Regions from separate parts of the Triticum aestivum genome. Here all the other regions are linked to region 3. Evidence: chromatin contacts called from public Hi-C data. All regions are on one chromosome and are shown on one strand. The core of a region is the stretch at or near the end of the contact, and the rest is flanking DNA. Distances in the headings are between cores, read along the strand shown. Region 1 holds the start of LOC123053785 (protein CHROMOSOME TRANSMISSION FIDELITY 7). Region 2 holds the start of LOC123053782 (S-adenosylmethionine decarboxylase proenzyme). Region 3 holds the start of LOC123053780 (O-fucosyltransferase 38).

Region 1 (2,961 bases), core at 11-2,510, 460 kb after region 3:
GGCAACTAGACACCCCGCTATCCTCCCGCCAGATACAAACAGATACACCTATGCAACAGAGATGTTCTTTTTTCAGTAACACAAAACATATTGCATTTATGCGGTTATATCTTATATACACAGGAATTACGACTGTAACTTACCTTGCAGAGCTTATGAAGGAGCTGGCCTTCACCAAACCCCAGCTCCTTCTCCACCACTTTGATCACCTCCTGAACCTGAAATATGTACATGATATTAAATGGTTGCATCCTAAATCTCAAAATCTGTGCAATTTGCATCTGCGTTTCTAATGTCAAAATGTGGATTGATTGTGAAGTGGTTCAGGCTTTCAGCAGTAAGCACAGACGCATACACACAGATTACAGCTACCAGTTAACTTACAGTCTGCACTTCTTCAGAAAGTCATGGATCTGACATGACAAAGTGAGTTTGGCAAAAATTACCTTGCTGTTCCGTATGCATGAGTTTTCACCGCTTGCTAGAATTATCCGGTCACCACCCTCGGACCTCATAACCACGGTTTCCTCGCGCCAACCCTGCAACTCGTCGATCAGAAACTCTCCAACCATAGAAACACAGGAACCAAGGGCAATGTCACTGCAATTCACAAAAGAACAAGCGGGGCCTAATGAACCTTGAACGGGACGCCCTCGAGGTAGCTCTTGTGGTAGGCCCTGTGGACCTTCTCGTCCTCGTCGTTGCCGCGGGCATACATCATGCCGCAGGCCGCGCACATGTGGAGGAGGAAATCAGGCTGCCCCAGCTCCAGGTGGAACTGCCCGTAGTTCCTCTTCTTGTTGAGGACCTTGCCGTCGCCGCAGCTCTTGAGCCTCTTCGCCTCCGTCGCTTCGCTGCCCAAAACAATCGACACGGATCAGTCCAAAGGTGAATCTGGAAGGCACCAATTCGGTGTAGAATACTTCCAAGATTTTGGAAGCATCAAACACCCCTCCACTTGGAAGGAAATGAGAACGAACACAGGTCAAAATTTCGCGTCGGGGGGTAATTCTGCATCAATTGTAAGGCTAGGCTCCGAACCGGCGAGATTTGTGGTACGAGCGGTGGTCGACTTCAAGCGGGGAAGGAGAAGAAGAACCTGTTCGAATCCGGCCCCGTGGCCTGGCGCTTGAAGAACGTGTTGATCTTGGGCTGCATCTTCTCGCGCTCTCGGGGGGGTGTGTGTGTGTGTGGGTGGGTGGGGGAGGCGACGGCGGCCGGCGGAGACGAGGAAGACGGGGAGCAGCGATTGGGGGGGACTGACCGGGGGGCAAGCGGGCAAATGGACGGTGCTGATGAGAGGATGACGCCGCGAGGGGAGGAGATCGGACGGGCAGGGAATGGGAAGGCCGTCGCGCGGGTTTCTAAGATGAAGATGTGGGATTCGGGCGCCAAAACAACCGCGAAAGGCTTTTTTTTAATAGTACATTTATTTATTTTATTAATTTACAGAAATAATACGCCGATTTTTTCTTAAAATAATTTTTATTTTATCTTTATGTAATATTAAAGGAAGGATTGTTTCTCCACTTTTTTTCGTTTGCGGTGGGACCAGATATATTTTCGTCCGTCATGGTACCAATGATTTTCGTTCGTCCAAAAATAATCTGGCCTCGCGCTGAGTTTTTCGTCCTATAAAAAGACGGCTCGGGTGGGAATCGAACCTGCAACCGGCAGCATGTAACCCCGCGCTGCTAACCAGTGCGGCCATATATGTTTCAGTACTAAAATTGCTGCGTGACCTTTAATTAAAAGAAACAACCGGCAGTGGCGAAACATAAAAACAACTAGCAAAAGTCTATGTCTAAAGTGCAATCGAACACAACACCTAGCGCGAGTTAACCACGCCCCTAAAGCAGTGTAGTTCTTCAATTTGATGTCTAAAAATTGCAGCTCCGCTTATATAAACTATATGCATTGAAAGATGTAAACTTTTTTGAAATTCAAATGTGATTTTATTTCAAAAAGAGTAAATAGTTCTGAAAAACAAACATTTCCAAAATACGTTAACAAATTTTCAGAGACTTGAACATTTCTTGAAACTATGAATAAAAACTATTTTAAAATGCAAACATTTATTGAAAAACAGGAACATAATTGAAAAGGGGAACATTTTCTGAAATTATGAACATTTTTTAAAATGCGAAAATTTTGTTAAATTCCCCTAAGAATTTACGAACAAGTTATGAAAACACGATTTTTTTTAATTTATGAGCAAAATTTGAAAACAGAATTTTGTTTCCTAAATAAGTGAAAATATTTTGAAATTGTGAACAATTTTTCAGAACCCAAATTTTTTATGAAATCCCCTGAAATGTTTTTGAATTTGCGAACAAATTTGGAAAATATGGACTTTTTTTAATGATTCAACAAAATTTGAAACAGAAACATTTTCTGAAATCACAAACATTTTTAAAATCTATCAAAATATATAAAAATGCGAATAATTTCAGAAATTTCAAACTTTTTGGAGTTTCCGCAAACATTTTAAATTTTTGAACATTTGTTGAAAAAAGAAAAATATACCTTGAGTGAGTAAATTGAGCTAGCTCTTACTTGTGTCTATCACCTCCGTCCATTATTATTAAGCCAGGTGCAATGAGTAGGTTCGTTGTTTTTGGGTCATTCGTGAAAAATGCCTAATTTAATCTCTTTAGAAAATCGTTACAGAGCACCGGCCAATGTATGCGATGGGTTTTCTTTCCTCCAATTAGAAGTTGCTTCTCCATGCGGTCACCGGTTACAATGCATTTAATCTTCATGCGAGGTTATCACTTGGTCGTAGAGTTTCGGCCGTCAAGCCCTTTAAATCCAAACGAGAGGGTTTGTTTACTTATCAAATTAAATAATCGCCTTCTCATTTTTTTACACTAAATTTCATCAATTTATATACATTTGCAAGTTGTATAGAAAATCAATAAACCGCTCCAGGAATCGATAGAGTGAACAGTGGGTCCTGAT
Region 2 (3,128 bases), core at 257-2,756, 280 kb after region 3:
TATATGTGTTGGGCGAGTTTGGGTAGCATTTTGCAAAACTACCATAACATTTTGTTTAATTTGGAGGGAGGTTTTGAGAGCGTTCGTTAGGATTGGCCCCTGGCGAAACGTTCGGCGGATAACATTTCCCACAGAATAATCTTGATACGCTTTTGAGTGGTGGAGTATTGTCCAGAGTTTTTGGCTCGAGGAGTTAAAATTCGGCATGGTAAACAGATTCCTGGCTTGTTCGCAGCGGAAAACAAGTCGCACATGCCGTCTAGTCACGAAACTTCAAAACCACGCCGAGCAATTATTGGGCATCCGAATCTTCAAAGCCTACCCCACGTCCGAGTCAGCCAGAACGTGCCCCGATCGCAGCCCCGACAGGTGGACCCCACCTGTCCTCCCCCAGAAGCAGTCCGAACCTCACAGAAGCGCCCCAACCCCGAGAGGCTTCCCCGCGCCCGGTCCACCGTGAGCCGGAGGCACCACAGCCGCGAATCCCACGCGTCCCCAGCTGTCAATCCCAACGCGCTGCGGAAACCGTCGGAACCTCAGAGAAGCACGTGAGCGACCTCCACCAGCCACTCCATCTAGACCCGGCGCACCGTGGACGGTCGCTCACAGCCGCGAATCCCACCCCGGGGCGGGCCCCGCGGCGCGTCCACCCGGCTCACGGGCCTCCGCGCGGGCCGGGTCCTTCCGTGGCGGCCACGGGAGCCCGCCTCCGCTAAGCGGAGCTATAAATAACGGGCCGGGACGAGGGTTCCTCCCTCAGCCGCACGCAAACTCGTTGCACAAGAATTCCTCCCACCCCCACCGTCTCGCCGCCGCCACCACAGCTAGATAAGAAAAAAAGAGAGAGCAGAACTCGTTGGGAGTGCTCGAGATCTGTGTCGGGAGAGGGGGAATTCTTGAGATCGGAATCGGAACAAGCGGGCGCGCTCGGGATCGGGGTTACCATACAATTTTTCCCAGGAACCTGTAAGTTTCTTCGGCCAACCCAGATAATTCCCTATCTGCGGTAGTCTGTGGATCTCTTGTTTCTAGGTCATGTTGTTATGCGCTGTAGTTGTTTTCCTTTTACCGTATGATTATGTGCGCTAGTTTCTGCCAGAGAATTGATCTCTGGTAGTAGTAGTAGTTTGCATCTAGATCTGGGATGTATTCGTTGAGCTATGCCTTGTAGATGGATTGCTCGTAGTTAGTTTTGGTTTGCTGGAAAAGCTGTTGGCCGTTATAATGTTTAGCAAGTCAAAAATCCAACGCGTAAGAATTTGCCGTGGCTTATGGCATCATGGATGATTTTATTTGAATTAAATTGTGTAAAATTAATTTTAAAATATGCATCTGCTCCCGTAGAGTCACAAAGTTTCATACGGCACACATGTTCGTGGTTGAATTTTCCAATATGATTCTAGGCCTGTTATGTTCTACAGCATTCCGTCCCTGCTGTGACTATTAGAATCTATCCATGAAAGTTTTGCTAGAATCTGTTGTCTAACCCCTCTTATCATTTTGCAGTTAGTGAATGTGCTAATGGAGTCAAAGGGTGGCAAAAAGTCTAGCAGTAGTAGTTCCCTGATGTACGAAGCTCCCCTCGGCTACAGCATTGAAGACGTTCGACCTGCTGGAGGCGCCAAGAAGTTCTCTGCTGCATACTCGAACGTAAGGACAATTCTCAAACACGAGTCTCACTTCTGTTTAGACATTTTATCTCCAGATTTGTTGCTAACCATGTGACATTTTTTCATCTCCTGCAGTGCGCGAAGAAGCCATCCTGATATCGTTTTTGGCATCCCCTTCCCGTAGTTTAGGATTTTTATGCAATTTTATTCTGACTCTTTTCTCCCACCAATCTCTCTGGCCTGCTTCACGATAATCGACCAGTTCTCTAGTCTTACTCCCTCTGTTCCTCTCTGCTCTGCTTTCTGACTCAAACTGCAACAATGGCTGCCCCGACCTCTGCAATCGGGTTCGAGGGCTACGAGAAGCGCCTCGAGATCACCTTCTCCGAGGCATCGATCTTTGCCGACCCTCATGGTCGTGGCCTGCGCGCCCTCTCTAGGGCCCAGATTGACTCTGTTCTTGATCTTGCACGGTGCACCATTGTGTCCGAGCTCTCCAACAAGGACTTCGACTCGTATGTGCTATCTGAGTCCAGCCTGTTCATCTATTCTCAGAAGATTGTGATCAAGACCTGTGGGACTACCATGCTCCTGCTCACCATTCCTAGGATTCTTGAGCTTGCTGAAGAGCTGTGCATGCCGCTTGCTGCCGTCAAGTACTCTCGTGGGATGTTCATCTTCCCCGGCGCACAGCCTGCTCCCCACAGGAGCTTCTCTGAGGAGGTTGATGTCCTGAACCGCTACTTCGGCCACCTGAAGTCTGGTGGCAATGCTTATGTGATCGGAGACCCAGCGAAGCCTGGCCAGAAGTGGCACATCTACTATGCCACCGAGCAACCTGAGCAGCCCATGGTCACCCTGGAGATGTGCATGACTGGGCTGGACAAGAAGAAGGCCTCTGTCTTCTTCAAGACTCAAGCTGATGGCCACGTTTCCTGTGCCAAGGAGATGACCAAGCTCTCTGGAATCTCTGACATTATCCCTGAGATGGAGGTCTGTGACTTCGACTTCGAGCCCTGCGGCTACTCCATGAACGCCATCAACGGATCTGCCGTCTCCACCATCCATGTGACCCCCGAGGACGGCTTCAGCTACGCGAGCTACGAGGTCATGGGCATGGACGCCTCCGCCCTGGCCTACGGCGACATCGTCAAGAGGGTCCTCCGGTGCTTTGGCCCTTCAGAGTTCTCTGTGGCGGTCACCATCTTCGGTGGCCGTGGCCACGCCGCCACCTGGGGCAAGAAGCTCGAAGCTGAGGCATACGACTGCAACAACGTTGTGGAGCAGGAGCTCCCCTGCGGGGGCGTCCTCATCTACCAGAGCTTTGCCGCGAACGAAGAGGTTGCTGTCTCTGCCGGGTCGCCCAGGTCCGTCTTCCACTGCTTCGAGGCCGAGAGTGTGCAGAGCCACCCTCTGGTCAAGGAAGGCAAGCTCGCCAACCTCCTCGCATGGCGGGCGGAGGAGGATTCCCTGGAGGAGGGCGCGGTGCTGTGCGAGTGATTGGCTGTCGCTGTTCCG
Region 3 (2,779 bases), core at 263-2,762:
CATAAAGCACATATTCTTATTATCAAATGTAAGATACTGCACATCTGCACCTAGATGTTTGACTTACATATAAGAATTAAGAAGATCAAAGGTAGTTACACTAAAGGAGAAATTAGGACCGCAAAGCATATAGAGAGTATATATGTAAAACTGATCTCTGAACAAAGCGCTATATCTCTGTTTATTCTAAAGTTTACTCCTAGTGCAGAATCCTAATTAAGCCATATCACCATTGTAGTTATATACATTAGATTGCTCCGTTTAGACACTAGTTACTCGAAAAGAGAGACATTCACAAAACAGTAGCGCTGTTGAGAAGACATCCTTTTATAAATAAAACACATTTAAACCTACTGGAGACTAAATAGTCTAGTAATATTTTCATTAGTAGACAAAAAAAAACCACCAAGCGTGGCTGACGATGGTAGTTTCTACCAAATTCCAACTTCATACCGCCAGCAACAAACACTTACCAATTTACAAACAATTAGAGCAACTCAACTTAGTAAACAGAGTAGGAATCACGGTATGTTTTAAAAAAATGCTGCATAAGAAAAAAAATACCAATATATCTGTGGGTTGGTGTGACACAAGCATGATAACCGTAGCCATTAGAAACCCACAGCTGCTCATTCGGCACCTGAACATCAGTTAAAACTCCAGTTCAGTACCATGAATACACTGAGTCAATATTAGTTTCATCTAAAGAAAATGGCTAGCCAGCACATGAAGTAATTTTGGATTTCTATAAGAAGTTAGGTCTTCTCATTTTCAAATGCATATGTATGGTAAGTTGTTATACAAGTAACATCCAAGAAATAGAAATTTATAAGGGGATACTGAGCATTACGTAGCACTATGTTTCTTAACAACGTATTCAAAGTCATCAGAAATACACTTCACACCAGGCATTTGAGCTTTTCACTAAAAAGGGGTAAAAAATAAACAGGCATCTAACTGTATGACAATTAAATCATACACCATCCTCAAGTTTCGCTGGCTCAACACTCACAGGATGTCGAGATGGTTTGTCTAGCAACTGCACCAACCTTTAGTTTCAACAATAGGAAGAATAATTGAACACTTTCATCCTGGTCTACTTTGCATAAAAGGCATGGCGCATCACAAGAAATGAGATGAAATTACCAGCGGGGGCACATGCCTAGAGAAATTTGTGCAAACAAGACCTGCATCGCATCGAAAACCGAAGCCTAACGCACAAACTAGTGCGGGGAAAAACAGTACTAACAGACACAAAGGTGAAGGGGAAGCATCAGGAAACGGGCCTGGTGGGGCAGGTCCGAGCGGGGCAGGTCGACGCGGGCGATCTGGCGAAGTGAGAGGACGACAAGGAGCACCGTTAATGCGACTATGAAGCAAGCGCAGCGGGAGATCGGCGACCGGAGGAGCCGCCGGAGCCTGAGGGGCAGCGGAGGCGCTCCGCGGCGGCTCGCCATGGCCGGGGGCTTTGGGGGAGAGAGGGAAAGAGAGCCCACGGCTTTGGGAGAGAGGGAGAGAGAGCCCACAAGCCCCCGCGGCGGCTCCGGCTCGCCTCCTGCGCAAGGCTAGTGGAACGGCCCAATACTGTAGCTCCCACTGGGCGAGTTTTTTTCTTTTTCTCTTTCGGTTTTGTACGGTTATTGTTATTATTTTCGTTCTCATTTTTACTTTTTCTTCGCATTTTTTGGTTTTCTTTGTATCTTTCACCGGTTTTCTTCCGTTTTTTATTTTTACTTGCATTTCAAAACATGTCCAATTATTCTGTACACATTGTACATTTCTCGTATACGTCAGAAACATTTTTTATACACGTTTACCTTTTTAAAATACATGATCAAATTTTTTAAAGTATTAATTATGAAGTCATTTTTTCCACACATATTATAAATTTTAAATATTCATATAAATATTTTTATCCATGTTTAAAAAATTAAATACATGTTTTTGAACATTTTTGGAATACGTGTTAAACAATTTTCCAACACACGCTGAATTTTTTTTTTGGAATGATACGTCAAAAATAAATAAAAAATTTCTTAAAAGTCACAAACATATTTTTTAAAATGTGTGAATATTTTAAAGTAAAACTTACATTTCTTTTGAACGGTAAGAAAAATATGTTTTACATTCTATAAAATATTTTAAAAAAATCATGTATGGTTTTTCGAGATGCATGAACATTTTTTTAATGTCAGAGAAATTATTTTGACTGGTATCAACATTTTATAAAAATTACACTAACAAAAATATTACACTGCATTAGCAATTTTCCAATTCACGGTGTTTTCTACAAAATTATGTACATTAAGTTTTTTGGAATATATGTATTTAATTTTTTTAAATATGAAAAAAAAATAAAACCAACAAAAACGGGTGTATGTGTGCCTACATGATTATGGCTCAGCCCATTAATACGTGCTTGTGTGTCACTGCAGACGAGACACAACCGCTCCCCAAAATGCGGCACGCTTGACGAATAACCACCGAACTCGAATTTGGTATGATTTTAACACCCCCGCCCCCCAATCCTCAAAACCGGGTAGATCTCCACTTTATGGTAGTCGCGTAGGGTTGCGCGCGCGGATCCTTTCAGTGGACCGGGATGGCCTTGTCAACCAAGGTCGGTGGCTTCACATCAGGTTGGGATCTCGCCCTTGACGCCCTCTACTTCGCCTCCAAGATGGTAGAGGCTCGGATCCTTGCCATCTCCTTCAACGAGAGGCCAGACTTCTGCGCTTTCGAAGGCATGTACTTTATAGACAACAACTTCGGCAAGTTA

Evidence for each region. A called contact is a pair of places that touch in the nucleus more often than the background predicts.
Region 1: a Hi-C map of leaf shows a contact between it and region 3, with 10 times the contacts expected there. The contact joins the promoter of LOC123053785 here to the promoter of LOC123053780 in region 3. A contact is called at or near these places in 2 of 5 Hi-C or Micro-C datasets (both in leaf).
Region 2: a Hi-C map of leaf shows a contact between it and region 3, with 8 times the contacts expected there. The contact joins the promoter of LOC123053782 here to the promoter of LOC123053780 in region 3. A contact is called at or near these places in 5 of 5 Hi-C or Micro-C datasets (leaf, root and an unstated tissue) and 1 of 1 datasets of contacts at active chromatin or transcription factors (leaf).

What each region holds. Positions count from the first base shown.
Region 1 is chr2D:453,778,683-453,781,643 of IWGSC CS RefSeq v2.1, forward strand. LOC123053785 (protein CHROMOSOME TRANSMISSION FIDELITY 7) reads right to left here and starts at 1,261. Exons shown (of 6, transcript XM_044477336.1): 1 at 1,100-1,261; 2 at 638-854; 3 at 447-539; 4 at 144-218; 5 at 1-48. The coding sequence starts at 1,158.
Region 2 is chr2D:453,605,323-453,608,450 of IWGSC CS RefSeq v2.1, forward strand. It overlaps LOC123053782 (S-adenosylmethionine decarboxylase proenzyme), which reads left to right and starts at 1,507. Exons shown (of 2, transcript XM_044477333.1): 1 at 1,507-1,650; 2 at 1,746-3,128. The coding sequence starts at 1,932. The coding sequence ends at 3,110.
Region 3 is chr2D:453,323,095-453,325,873 of IWGSC CS RefSeq v2.1, forward strand. LOC123053780 (O-fucosyltransferase 38) reads right to left here and starts at 1,513. Exons shown (of 12, transcript XM_044477330.1): 1 at 1,287-1,513; 2 at 565-640. The coding sequence starts at 1,457.